Regions from separate parts of the Gossypium hirsutum genome. Here region 2 is linked to region 1. The links are chromatin contacts, called in public Hi-C maps. All regions are on one chromosome and are shown on one strand. The core of a region is the stretch at or near the end of the contact, and the rest is flanking DNA. Distances in the headings are between cores, read along the strand shown.

Region 1 (6,444 bases), core at 3,558-6,057:
TTCCTGAGCTCGATAGCCAACTATTAACTGTACAATTTGAATGATTTGCAACTATGTTACCCGACCCTTCATTTTACTTAAAATATCAGCATTTGACACATGTAGTTGTATCCCACACATATTCAGACATGGATATTGGGAAATCTAGCTATGACAGAGAGAAGACAAGAATTAGTATTAACTAGGAAGAATAACCTGCACATCGAACATTGCATCGGGATTGACAATGTAGCCGGTTTTCTCTCTGAGGAAAGATGCAACCTTAACCTTGTTTCTTCGTTTTGCTTCCCTCCATTCAGATTGAAGATCCTCATTATCAGCAAACTGTGGATACTGCTCATCAGTCCTTCTAACAATGTGCATAAAGCCAGTATAATGAAGGTTTAATGAAAAATATACAATACAATTATATATTCTTTCCTCAACTATATGTATGTAAAAGACTAACAACTGAATGAGAATAAAACAGGACCAAAATGCACATCATTTCCCTTCTTAGCAAAAACTTTCTGGTAATAAAACTATATGGATTGGATACTATAGTTGATGAATTAAAACATTCGATGAAGTTTCGAGTTTGGATATACATACCTTACGAAGTGTGACCAACTTCTCTGTATTTACAACCCAGTCTTCCGATCCAGTCCACTTTGTTATAATTTTACTCAAATCTGGATTGCAGAAGCGGATCCATCTTCTTGGTGTAACCCCGTTTGTCTTGTTTTGAAATTTCTCAGGCCACATCTGCCACAAAGCAATATATATGTATATCAGAAGTCCTAAAATAAAACCAATGATTCAGTATGTGAGAACTCATTGAATGGGAGAGGAATGTTTCTGTATGGCAACCTCATAGAAATCATTGAAAACTTCATTTTTCACTATTTCACTATGAATCTCGGCAACACCATTCACTGCATAGCCACCGGCAACGCAGAGGTTAGCCATTCGGACCAACTTGGGGAGTTTTGGATCTGGCTCAATGATTGGTGGCACCTCATTTTTCTCCTCGATTTCCTCTTCCTCAAGTTCATCTTCCTCAGCTGTAGTTTCAGTTTCTTCATCAGAAACATCATCCTCTTCAGTTGATTCAATGGCCTCAACTGAACTTTTCTCTGGTTTAGCAATCATTTCAGCCACTGACTCAGGCAGCTCAATGTTATCTAGAATTCTCATTTGTTTCAGTTTTTCTTGCAACAGATCCAGATCCTCGGTTCCATACTCGTCAATAATGGTTTGAATCAGCTTATACACAGAACACAAACAGATGTTAGATTATACGAAAAAGAATATATGATCTCAAAAAAAAGGAGGAGAATTTCACAAGATTGCTTATAAAGCTACCTCCTCATCAATCATTTTAATGATCTCAACATGTCGAGGAAGCAGTTTCTCCATCAGCTCCAGACTCCATTTCTCCAGAGCCTCAGGTAGAACCGTATGGTTTTTGTGTATGCAACAGTTCTGGTGGAAAGGTCACCATTAATATAACTACAATCTACTACAACTAGAAGCCAGCTTAGTACCGCAGCTTATATTTCATTTGTTTGCAAGGATGTAAGTCAATAACTACAAAGATTTATGATATGTAAGTCAAAGAGAGTAATTACCTTTGGGTGATATTCCAGGCTTGTTCCCAGCTCAAACCCTTGACATCAATCAATATTCGTATCAGCTCTGGAATGCAGAGTGTTGGGTGAGTATCATTCATTTGAACTGCAACCTTTTCAGGGAAAATTTCCCAATTCAAAAACTCTCCTGATCTTCTTTCGTAGCGTGCAATAATGTCCTGGAGAGAAGCTGAGCATAATGTATATTGCTGCTTCAGTCGAAGAGTCTTCCCCTCCAGTGACTCATCACCAGGGTATAATATGTAGCAAATCTGGTCGTTAAAAGAGATTATAGCATTATGTGAGAGATAGAATGACTATTTGTAACAATGAATGGATCAATTATGAAGAAAATCCCAGACTACTTTCAGTAGTGTAAACATGTTTTCAGAAGGCAGATTGAATATGTGATTCAAAGCACTCAAATTCAACATGTAACGACTGGAATTTGGACATCTCCACCATATCATCGTACTTATTGGAATTTGGCTGTCAGCTCATATATGCCTACATCAAAATTATTGTCCTCTTTGAATCCTGCAGGCGCTCAAAGCTTTGTTACCCTCCCTTGATTCCACCTAAGGACCTCTCCTTAAAAGGAAGGTGCACCTTCAAGTGAGAAAGCTTAAAGGGCTTGCTGGTGTCTAAAGAAGACAATTCCGTTGATGTAAGCATACTCAAGGTGACAACCGAATCTCAATACAGTACAGGCAGTATGCAAGCCAGAGTTCCAAATCTCGGTCATCACACAATATCATTGTCCTGTTTCTCCCAAGACTACAAGAACTTCTTGGCTTTGAAGTGCATCAAAAGCATGAAGGAATGAATGAGTGTGAATTCAAACCTTTTCTGCATTCTTCATTGCTGAATAAGCTTTGGCATGATCTCCAGCGTTGAAAGCACTTAAATCAAACTTTTCTGGTGCAATTTTAGTAGACCATAGTCAGAGGTTAATTGTAGTTTTAGTTTTATATCCCGGTATAGGGACATCATAAGCAACAGCGGTTATATCTTCTCCTCCAACCCATTCTTTGATTCCTTCAGGGCCTGAAATGACTTCACCATAAAATTTTACAGGGTATGACACATCATTTCTCGCAATTTCCCATGGATTTCCCATCTGCATTGATAAGCAATAAATAATAATTAAGAAAACAAGAAAATGTCCTAACTAGACTCTTATGAAATGCCTGAAGTACCTTGTCCAACACATATTCAGACCGATAATGGGATATGATGCTCCAAATATATAGAAAATTTTGAGAATATTCGTGTTGGACACATAACTTTAATATAATCTTGTAATAAAAAGATACCTCAAGCCAATTTTCTGCGACTTCCTCCTGACCATCTTTTGTAATATACTGTTTAAACAATCCATATTTGTATCTAAGTCCATATCCCCAAGCAGGGTAATTTAATGTTGCTAAGGAGTCCAAAAAGCAGGAAGCTAAACGTCCTAAGCCACCATTGCCAAGTGCAGCATCTGGTTCCTGGTCAGCAAGAAACAGAAATCTTCAGTAACTCGAATAAAGCAAAAATGTGCAAAGCATAAAGAATTTCCTTGAAAGGAATTCACCATTAAGTAAAACATGTAAAGGTTTTGTTTCCCTTTACTGATTACAGTTGCCAGGTCTTTCTTGGATAATTAAATTTCCCATTTTAAGCAAGTTCATTACTTTTTTCAACCTTCCGGGCATTATTATGCTAAATATAAGTGTTTTTAAAATCATGAAGGATCTAACCTCCCTAGCTACATCCTCCACATTGTGCCCCAGTTTCTTCAAAGCTTCTGCATAGGCTCCTGTAAGCTCTAAGTTACCAATGGCATTCAGCAAAGCTCTACCCTGCATCAATGGTGACTGGGAATATTTAACAAACATTTGGCCAAGTAATTTGATTCCAAAAACCAAATCAATAGCAGGAAAAAGTGGACAAATTTATGGCCAAATTAACCTGTAGATACTCCATAGAAAGATAATATGCTTGCTTCACATTGATTTTCTCATAGTAAGCATATGTAGCATTCCAGTTTATAATAAGCGAATCTCGGACGCTTTCGGCTGTTGCTTTGAACGCCTTGGGGAGCTCGAAATGGTCCGGCGCAAATGAGGGTGTGTACTCAGAATGGTATTTAATACTTGATGCAATGGATGCAGAATCTGGAACAAATGTATCTAGAGAAGCTGCAAATCAGATCAACATATCACATTAATGATTCAAATGACCAAAAAAAAAGATCAATAAAACACCATGATCAACATATTAGGGGGTTTTGAGATCCATTAGTGGAAAGAAGTGAAAAACAAAGATAAAAAAGAGGACCCTAAAAGCCACTTTAGCATTATATATTAGGAATTCTTGAACCAAGTAATCTAGGGTACAAAACCCTTCAAGCCCCCATTACAAAACTATTCAAAACCTTCCCTTCACTGCCTACTAATAGGTTTATAAAGAGAAAAATACTATGAAATTGCATTAAGTGATTAAAAAGTGAAAGTAACCTTCTTCAGTGATTTGACCTTCTTCTTTGAGGTCCTGCCTTTGGTCACTGGCAACACTTTTAATAAAGAATTTTCTCCTTGATAAAGTAAAGCTTGAACCTTTTTTTAGGAAGAATAAATTTGGGTTCCTTGCTTTATAGTTAAAACAAGTGAAGGTGGAGTGAAAACTGGCTGCAGAGAAAGGTAGAGACGCCATTGTTCCTGGTTTTCTTTATCAGTTTCCACCAATCACTACCTTTCCCTTCAGTTCAGAAAGAGTAAGAATGTTTCTATGATATTGAAAAAAAAAATGAGTGAAAGAAAGAGTGTTGCTTTTGTCGTCTTATCTTCAATTTGGCGCTTCTTCATCATCATCATGATCATTATCTCAATTTCTCATGTTATAAACGAGGGAAATTAACAATATAGTTATATCGTGTTTATTGAAATTAACGGATGCCATTTTGCTAAATGAAGTGCTATTTAGATTTGTAGTAACTCTCTTGTTTGTTAGTGAAATGGGTGTCATTAACATCTTTTTTGCAGTCAAAAGCATTTGATAAAAGTAATAATGATGCCATTAATGGAGATTATAGCATGTTTCAAACCAGATATTCCTGAGCAAATAAAAAAAATCAAAGATTGCGTTGGAGGTTAATTGTTAAAGGAGGATGGAGTGAGCAAATTAAATTAAGACCGTTGGAAGAGGGGAAAACAGGAGATTTTGGTCACATGGGAGAAGTTGAAGCATGTTTGGCTGTTGAAAGGGTAGGAGAAGAAGGGGGGGGGGGGACATCTTAATTAGAGGCCATCTTGTCGTGATATTAGATATTTTGCAGCAAAGATGAAAAAATGTGATGCTTTTAAATAGAAACTTTATGAAAATTCTAGTCAAGCCAACCCCAAAATTTTTAGCTTTTACCAAATTTTCTCACATAATCTATTCCTATTCACCCTATTTATTTAAATGATTTAAATTTTTACAATAATGTGTGTTTAAAAATTTAGTTAAAAATGTGATTAATTAAGACTAGAGATGCTCATGGGTTGGGTTGGGTCGGGCCGGGTTCGGACTTGGCTCAACTAAAAATTTAAGCTCATTCATTGGGTTCGGGCTGGGCCGGGCCCAAAAATGGGCTTAAAATTTTTTCCAAGCCCAACCCAAATAAAAATGCTAAAACTCAAGCCTGACCCGCCAGCCCGTATTAATTTTTGTATTATTTTATATAATTTTTAAATATATATAATACATCTAAAATAATAACAAAATTAACAAATGCCTTTAAAATAATAACAAAATTAATAATAAAATAAGTTTTATAAAATATCCAAACAATAACAACAAAATAGTAGCAACATAATAGTAATATGGCAGCAAAATAAGGAGAAAACAACAAGAAAATAACATTCAATAACAAAAAAAGAGCAGTTTTTTTTTGTCATTTAGTGAATTCGGGCGGGGCCGGGCTCGGGCCAAAAATACCTTACCCAAGGCCCGACCCGTTTTTTAAACGAGCCTTATTTTTTTGTCCAAGCCCATTTTTCGGGCCTATATTTTTACCGAAACCCTCTCACATTTCGGGCGGGCCTTCAGACCGAGCCAGGTAGCCAGACCCATGAATTAAATTGTAAAAAATTAATCGTTATAGATTTTTAATTAGGGAAAGACTTGAAGACTTAAATAGCAATTATCCTAAGGACTAAAATGGCTAGTTGACCAATTCAAAATGGATGATAGTGGGATATGATGTTAACTGTCATTAGCTTAGGTTAATTAAAGATTAGAGTTTAATTAATCATGATTAAGTAAACTAATTAAGATTAACTAAAATTAATCTAAGTATATAAGTAAAACTTAGTAGGAAAAGATGACAAAATTCATCATATTCTTCCCAAAGGCCACCGTCCACATCCATTGTTATGTTAAGAAGAAAAGCTTCAAAATCGAAGTAACATTTGGTCAACATTACAAGTAAGTTTTTAGCCATTTTCTTTGATTTTTATAGATTTTTTTATCATGAGAGCTTGATTAAGCTAACCCATATATCAATTTGTTCAATTAGTGAGATTTTGATAAGTTACCATTGTTGAGAATTGGATAAATTAGGTGTGAAATTGATAGAAATTAAGCTTAGGTTATGTAAATGACTAAATTGTACAGCTTAACAAGCTTAATTGTTAGCTTGTTTACATCAGGGACCAAATTTAATTAAAAGAAAACCTATTATGAAATTGTGGTAGGAATAGAAAGTATAAGGTCCCTAATGAATAAATATGAAATCAAATTTCAATTTGAAGCTTTAGATTGAAAGTTATGCTTGTCTTAGTTTTAGGGGCTAAATTGAATAAAT
Region 2 (5,944 bases), core at 2,443-4,942, 400 kb after region 1:
CACTTTCGTTACAAAAAATTGGAACCGTGAAAACCAGATTGTCAGCCTCTTTTTTCTCGTTTGTATCGATGGAGTCCAAGCTACTTGAGCTACCATTTTCTTCCATTTTCAACCAAAATGCTGCAAAATCTTCCACACCCATTTCTCATTTTACACCTAGAAATGCTTTCAAAGTTATGGGATCGAGTTTCGGTGCAAATGTTTATCGCTCTCTTGGAATTTCCCATTCTTCTTCTTCAAACATAAGGTCAGAACATCAAATCTATACGTGTTTTTTTTTTCTTTTGAAATCTGGGCACTTGTTTTTCTTTCTTGGGTATATGATTTTGTTCATTCGTTATGGAATTTGTTGATTAAGTTTAGCTAATGAGGAAGTGGTAAGTGGAGGGTGGATATTGTTGAAGGCAATGGTAAAGATCTTAAAAGGAGTCCATTTAAGCTTTATTATTATTATTATTATTATTTTGCTTAGGGAAGATGGAGATGAAAATTGCTTATTCCAAATGTTATGGAAAAATGAAATTTAAGGTGGTTTTTGAAACTTATTATTCGATCAAAAGATTTTTCCATCTTTTCCCCCTTTGTACCAAGCAAAGACTGCCCTTTGTCCGTTGAAATTTGTACTTTGAAGTTTGGGAAATCCATATGAACATATTGCATAAGGGAGAGCTTTGTGATTGTTCATTCCTTTTTGTTGCATTCAGTGCTTGATTAAGTTAAAAGTAATTTTTTTTTGTTATATTGAAAATAAATCCTAAAATTTATGGTTTAGAATTACTTTATTTGTTTGTTTGTATATCAATTAGAGATAAGACGAGGTAAATTTAGCTGAAGATAGTAAAATTTTCTTTGGGATACTATGGTTACTTGTAATGCATATGCTTGTATTATTTTCATACAGATTTTCAAAGAAGCCAAGGGTGGATGAGAGTGAGAACCTTACTCTCAACAGTATAAGACAGTCCTTAATTCGACAAGAAGATAGCATAATATGTAGCCTTTTGGAGAGAGCTCAGTACTGTTATAACCCAGACACATATAACCAAGATGCATTCTCCATGGATGGATTTCATGGGTCTTTGTCTTTGGTTGAGTTCATGGTTTGGGAAACCGAAAGGCTCCATGCTCAGGTAGTGTTCTCTATGTGGAGAAGATGTTAGGTAAACAGATTAAATCATGTGTACAACATTCTGATGATTTTTCTATGTGAATAGGTTGGCAGATATAAAAGCCCTGATGAACACCCTTTCTTCCCATCATATCTATCCGAGCCAATGCTTCCACCTTTGCAATATCCAAAGGTCAGACTTTTAGATGTTAACATATGAATAATTGGAAGTGACTCATGATTTCTTAATCAGTAATGATCCTACTTTATAATATTTAGGCTTCATGGTCCTACTTTTAAGGTGTGGGCATGCTTAAAGTATGTAAAACAACAAAAGAAAAAAAGCCAAAGTTTGATTTTCCATGATAGCCAACCATATGACTTGAAACTTTAGTTTGATAGGTTCATGTTAACACTAATATTTAACATATAATTAATTGGAAGCGACTCTTGTTTCTTTTTCATCAATGATCTACTCTTAAGCTGTGGGTATGCTTAAAGTTATGTAAAACAATAAACAAATGCCAAAGTTTGATATTCCATGATAGTCAACCATATGACCTAAAACTTTAGTTTGATAGGTTCCGGTTAACACTTATATTTCATCCTTGCACTTCCCATCTCTTGTGATCCTACTAAGTTTTGCAAGCCGTTACATAACCAGCCTTGCATTTACAATATGCTGTAATTTATTTTAACATGACTGGGTTACTGGAATTCACAATTTGGTTCATAAGAAGTAAACGCTTCATAAAAGTTAGCATTATGGATTTGGTAAACTACGGCCAACGATATAGTATTGTGCATCAAACATTTTATCTAGCAAAATCAGCAACACATGTTTCCCATGAGCATGCTAATTATACAGGAAATTCTGCTCTGTATACACTGTTAATTGTGCATCATAGTTTAGAACTTGATGAGAAGTAATGTTTTTGTTTCAGTTCAATGTTTCATCACCTAATGCCAGCATATCGTGCCTCACTAAATCCTCGACTGATATCATCACTTTGATGAGTATTTCCATTCATAACTTTTGCCTAAGCTTGAATTACACTATTAAACTAGTCCTACATTAAAAATCTTAACTGATTCAACATACTGAGCTGCCATTGGATCTTTTAAATATCTTGATACCTTATTGACTGTCAAGGTTGTGTTGCAGGACATATCCGTTAACCATTGGGCATTTCTTTTGTTTGATACTAGGTTTTGCATCACTGTGCTGCTTCAATTAACATAAACAATAAGGTTTGGAATATGTATTTTGCAGAGCTTCTACCAAGATTGGTAAAAGCTGGAGATGATGGTAATTGTGGGTCTACTGCTGTATGCGATACAATGTGCTTGCAGGTATGCCTTATAAGCTATTGTTCCTTTCATCAATTCTTAGCTGCTCTTATCTGGATTTAAATCGTGAATCATTGTTCATCGATAACATTCAAACAGTAGAGAAGATGGGATATTTTATTGTAACCTCCTTTCTCTTTCCTCTTAGGGAGGGTGGAATAGTTTAGAATTTCCTTTAGTTTTCATCATAAGTCTCCTTTGTTTACTTTGTTCCTATTATAATTTTAGCCCCTTTTATTTCCTCCCAGGGAGGCTTCTATTTATCTTTACATGTTAAAGGAATTTTGTTTTGGAAACCTTGGTTATTTTTCAACTTTTCCCCTTACAGGCACTTTCAAAAAGAATTCACTATGGAAAATTTGTAGCAGAGGCGAAATTTCGAGAATCACCTAAAACTTATGAGGATGCCATTAGAGCAAAAGTGAAGTTCCTTTCACATTTATCCTACTTCATCCTTTTTGTTTAGGCTGCTTCATATTCATAATTAACAGATTTCCTTCCTTTCCTCTTTGCCTTCGGAACATCACCTAACAGGACCGGTCTCGATTGATGGAGTTGCTAACATACGAAACAGTGGAAACAGCAGTGAAAAAGAGAGTAGATATGAAAACGAAAACATATGGTCAAGAGCTAAACTTTCAACTGAATGGTGTTGCAGCAGTTCCAGATCCTGTGTACAAAATCGAGCCAAGTTTAGTAGCTGATCTCTACGGAGATTGGATCATGCCCTTAACAAAGGAAGTTCAAGTTGAATACTTGTTGCGACGGTTGGACTAATGTAAAGTTTCCCTCACAACTGACCAAGGGAAGGGGAAACCAAAGGGTGTATGAACATCACTACCTTTTACATGTTAAACTACAGAATTTCAGTTTTCTAATTTATAGCACAACTTTCCAAATACCCAGTAATGTTCTTCATCAAGAAGGCAAAGGGTTCGAATACGGAAAAAGAACTCGTCCCTCCTATGTGATCATCTAACAGCAATGTGAGCTTCAAGCTTGTGTTAGTAATACATTCATTTGAGTTCAGGAAGGGCAGCTTCTCTTTTTTGTAAACTCATTTTAGTTTGATTTACGTAGTGTTTAAAACTTTCTTCTAAAACAATGGTTGTCATTGTCAACTTTTGAGCTGGAAAATGAATGAATCTTGATCCTACCATGTGCAGCTCTCATGTTTTAATCATAGCTTAATTATATTATAATATTAGAGCACAATTATTAAGCTTCTTGCACATAAAAAAGAGTAAAATTGGAAAACTTTTATAATCTTCTGTCAATCACAATGTCATCTTTCCTTTTTCCTTTCCAATTTTCAACCTTCTTAGCTGCTGAGAAGTGACTGAAGTAGTGACTTTGAAGTCTTCGTGTTCCACAAAATAAATTCATTTAAGGACAGTTCTGTAATTTTCAATAGATTATCTCCAGAAATAGAAAAAATATCTTTTTAAAAAAAATGGGATAATTGGTACAAATTAACAGAAAAATTTTCAAATAGCAGAAAATCTGGAAAAAGACAACAGAATAGCACTGTCACCGTCATTTTTCAAATGACATAAACACCCTTGACAAAAATTTAAATGGTCGAGAATCCCAACCCACAAGACAGCCGCTTTTTTGTTTCATCTTCTTCAATGTACAGCTAGCATGTGAATATTTGTCTGTTGCTTTTGGGATTTGTTCCTTCATCTTTAGCTTTTCTTTCTTTTAACTCACTGAGCAAAAGAGGGAAAGCTTTGCTCTTTTGGTGAGAGGCAGAGACAAGGAGAAAATGGAGAAAGCATTAACTAAAGTTGGGAGCTTGAAAGTTGGTGGGTTATGGATCTCAAAGAAAGCTAAGGAAGAGTTCTCAAACATCACTGAAGATCTGACTGTAAGTAAAGTTCTCTTCTTTTTTGGGTTTTTTTTTTTGGCTTTTTTCTTCTTTGTATTAGTATTTTGGTTTATGGATTTTATAATGTGGGTTGATATAAGGATAACCTTTTGATAGTAAATGGAATTGTTAGGTAATGCAAGATCTGTGGGGTTTTACTTTTAAGCAAAAAAGTACTGATTTCAGAGATGGGGTTATGAACAAAACATAAACATATTTGTAAAAAAATAAAATGTTTGGCTGAGATGAAAATGTATTTTTGTGATAAGATTTATGTGTAGGACATTCATTTCTTCATTTCAGATGATAAAGATTGCATTTTGTCTTGGAAGATAGTATTGCAAGTGATTTGATTTTTGCTCAATTTCTTGTACTTCTGTGTGGGATTCCCCCTGATTTCAAATTATCATATATGTTTGTCTTAGACATGTGGAAACATTTCAAATTTATTCTAGAGTTTTAGGACAAAGGTTTGGTTCAACAATGGATGTTTTTAAGTATCGTCCTTTCATTGCATTAGCATTACTGTAGTTATCTAGTACCAAAAGACCACCTTAGACCTGATGTTTAAATTAGTTTTATCTTATCAGTATATAGTTGGGAAAAGCCATCACTGAGTTGAACTTTTAAAGAAGAGTACTAATGCTAATAGACATTGAAACATGATTTCGAATGTCCATTTGTATATTTATAGTTCATGCTCCTTTACCTTTCAGTTTCTCTGAAATGTTAATTTCTGCAGACTTTCTCAAACACCGTTGAAGAGAAGGCAAAATGGGTTTTCAACAAACTGAAAGGTAAAGAATTATTTTATATGCGTACTCATTTTTTGATTGTATCAGTCAGCGTGACGAAGCATAGACTGAGTAGCGAGTAAGTGCGTATTTTTCAGTTAAGGAGAGTGGCAGATACTTACTTTTTTGTGGTCTTCAAATGCTTTGCAATGCCTAATATTTCTGGCTCCTACCTTGCTTCATTAAAGGAGACTCCAAGCATGAGTCCTTCCCTCCCGTTCAGCTATTATAAGGAAAAAAAAGAAAGGGTTTGCCGTCGAAAATCACCATATCTTGAAATTTTCAGTTCCTAACCCTTTCATGAACACTGATATGAGAAATATGAACAAATCTAGTGTGATAGTCAACTATCAAATAGTTGCATTATCTCCACTCTTGTGATGTTCAGTTTGTGGTTAAAATCCTCCTCTGGCTTGCTTCAGCTCCTTGTTCTTCGATATGAAAAAGAAATTTCTATCAGTGGTCTTTCTTTTGCATGATGTGTTATTGATTGAATATTTCGTTCAAGAACAATATTATGCATGACTTTGTTCTGCTTGCTTTCCTGAATATATTGCACGAAATAACTAGTTCTTTCCTACAGGAAAGCCAACGAAAAGCTTGCCGGATCTCCTTCGAGAGTACAACTTACCGCCAGGCCTCTTTCCCCAGAATGTTATCTGTTACGAATTTGATGAAACCAAGGCGAAGCTGATTGTTTACATGTCCTCTCCGTGTGAGGTCAGCTTCAAGGATTCCTCGGTCATAAGATACGCAACGCGTGTGAAGGGGATTCTCCTTCGGGGAAAGCTGACAGGCATCGAGGGAATGAAGACAAAGGTC

What was found. Hi-C and Micro-C count contacts between places; a contact is called where the count stands out from the background.
Region 2: a contact with region 1 is called in a Hi-C map of leaf, with 2.1 times the contacts expected there. The contact joins the promoter of LOC107893866 here to the enhancer-like site in region 1. A contact is called at or near these places in 3 of 34 Hi-C or Micro-C datasets (all in leaf).

The regions. Positions count from the first base shown.
Region 1 is chrA13:32,405,559-32,412,002 of Gossypium_hirsutum_v2.1, forward strand. It overlaps the pseudogene LOC107920674. Among protein-coding and RNA genes, the nearest start is that of LOC121213151, 20 kb to the left of the region's middle. Within about 2 kb of position 4,808, at least 6 of the 9 cell types and tissues checked have an H3K27ac peak or open chromatin away from gene starts, as enhancers often do. A contact at or near this core is called in leaf, where this site is marked.
Region 2 is chrA13:32,809,524-32,815,467 of Gossypium_hirsutum_v2.1, forward strand. LOC107893866 reads left to right here and starts at 3,693. Exons shown (of 3, transcript XM_016819007.2): 1 at 3,693-4,328; 2 at 5,071-5,125; 3 at 5,706-5,944. The coding sequence starts at 4,227. LOC107893865 (chorismate mutase 3, chloroplastic) reads left to right here. Exons shown (of 6, transcript XM_016819006.2): 1 at 1-247; 2 at 902-1,130; 3 at 1,215-1,301; 4 at 2,318-2,461; 5 at 2,787-2,879; 6 at 2,993-3,614. The coding sequence starts at 69. The coding sequence ends at 3,235.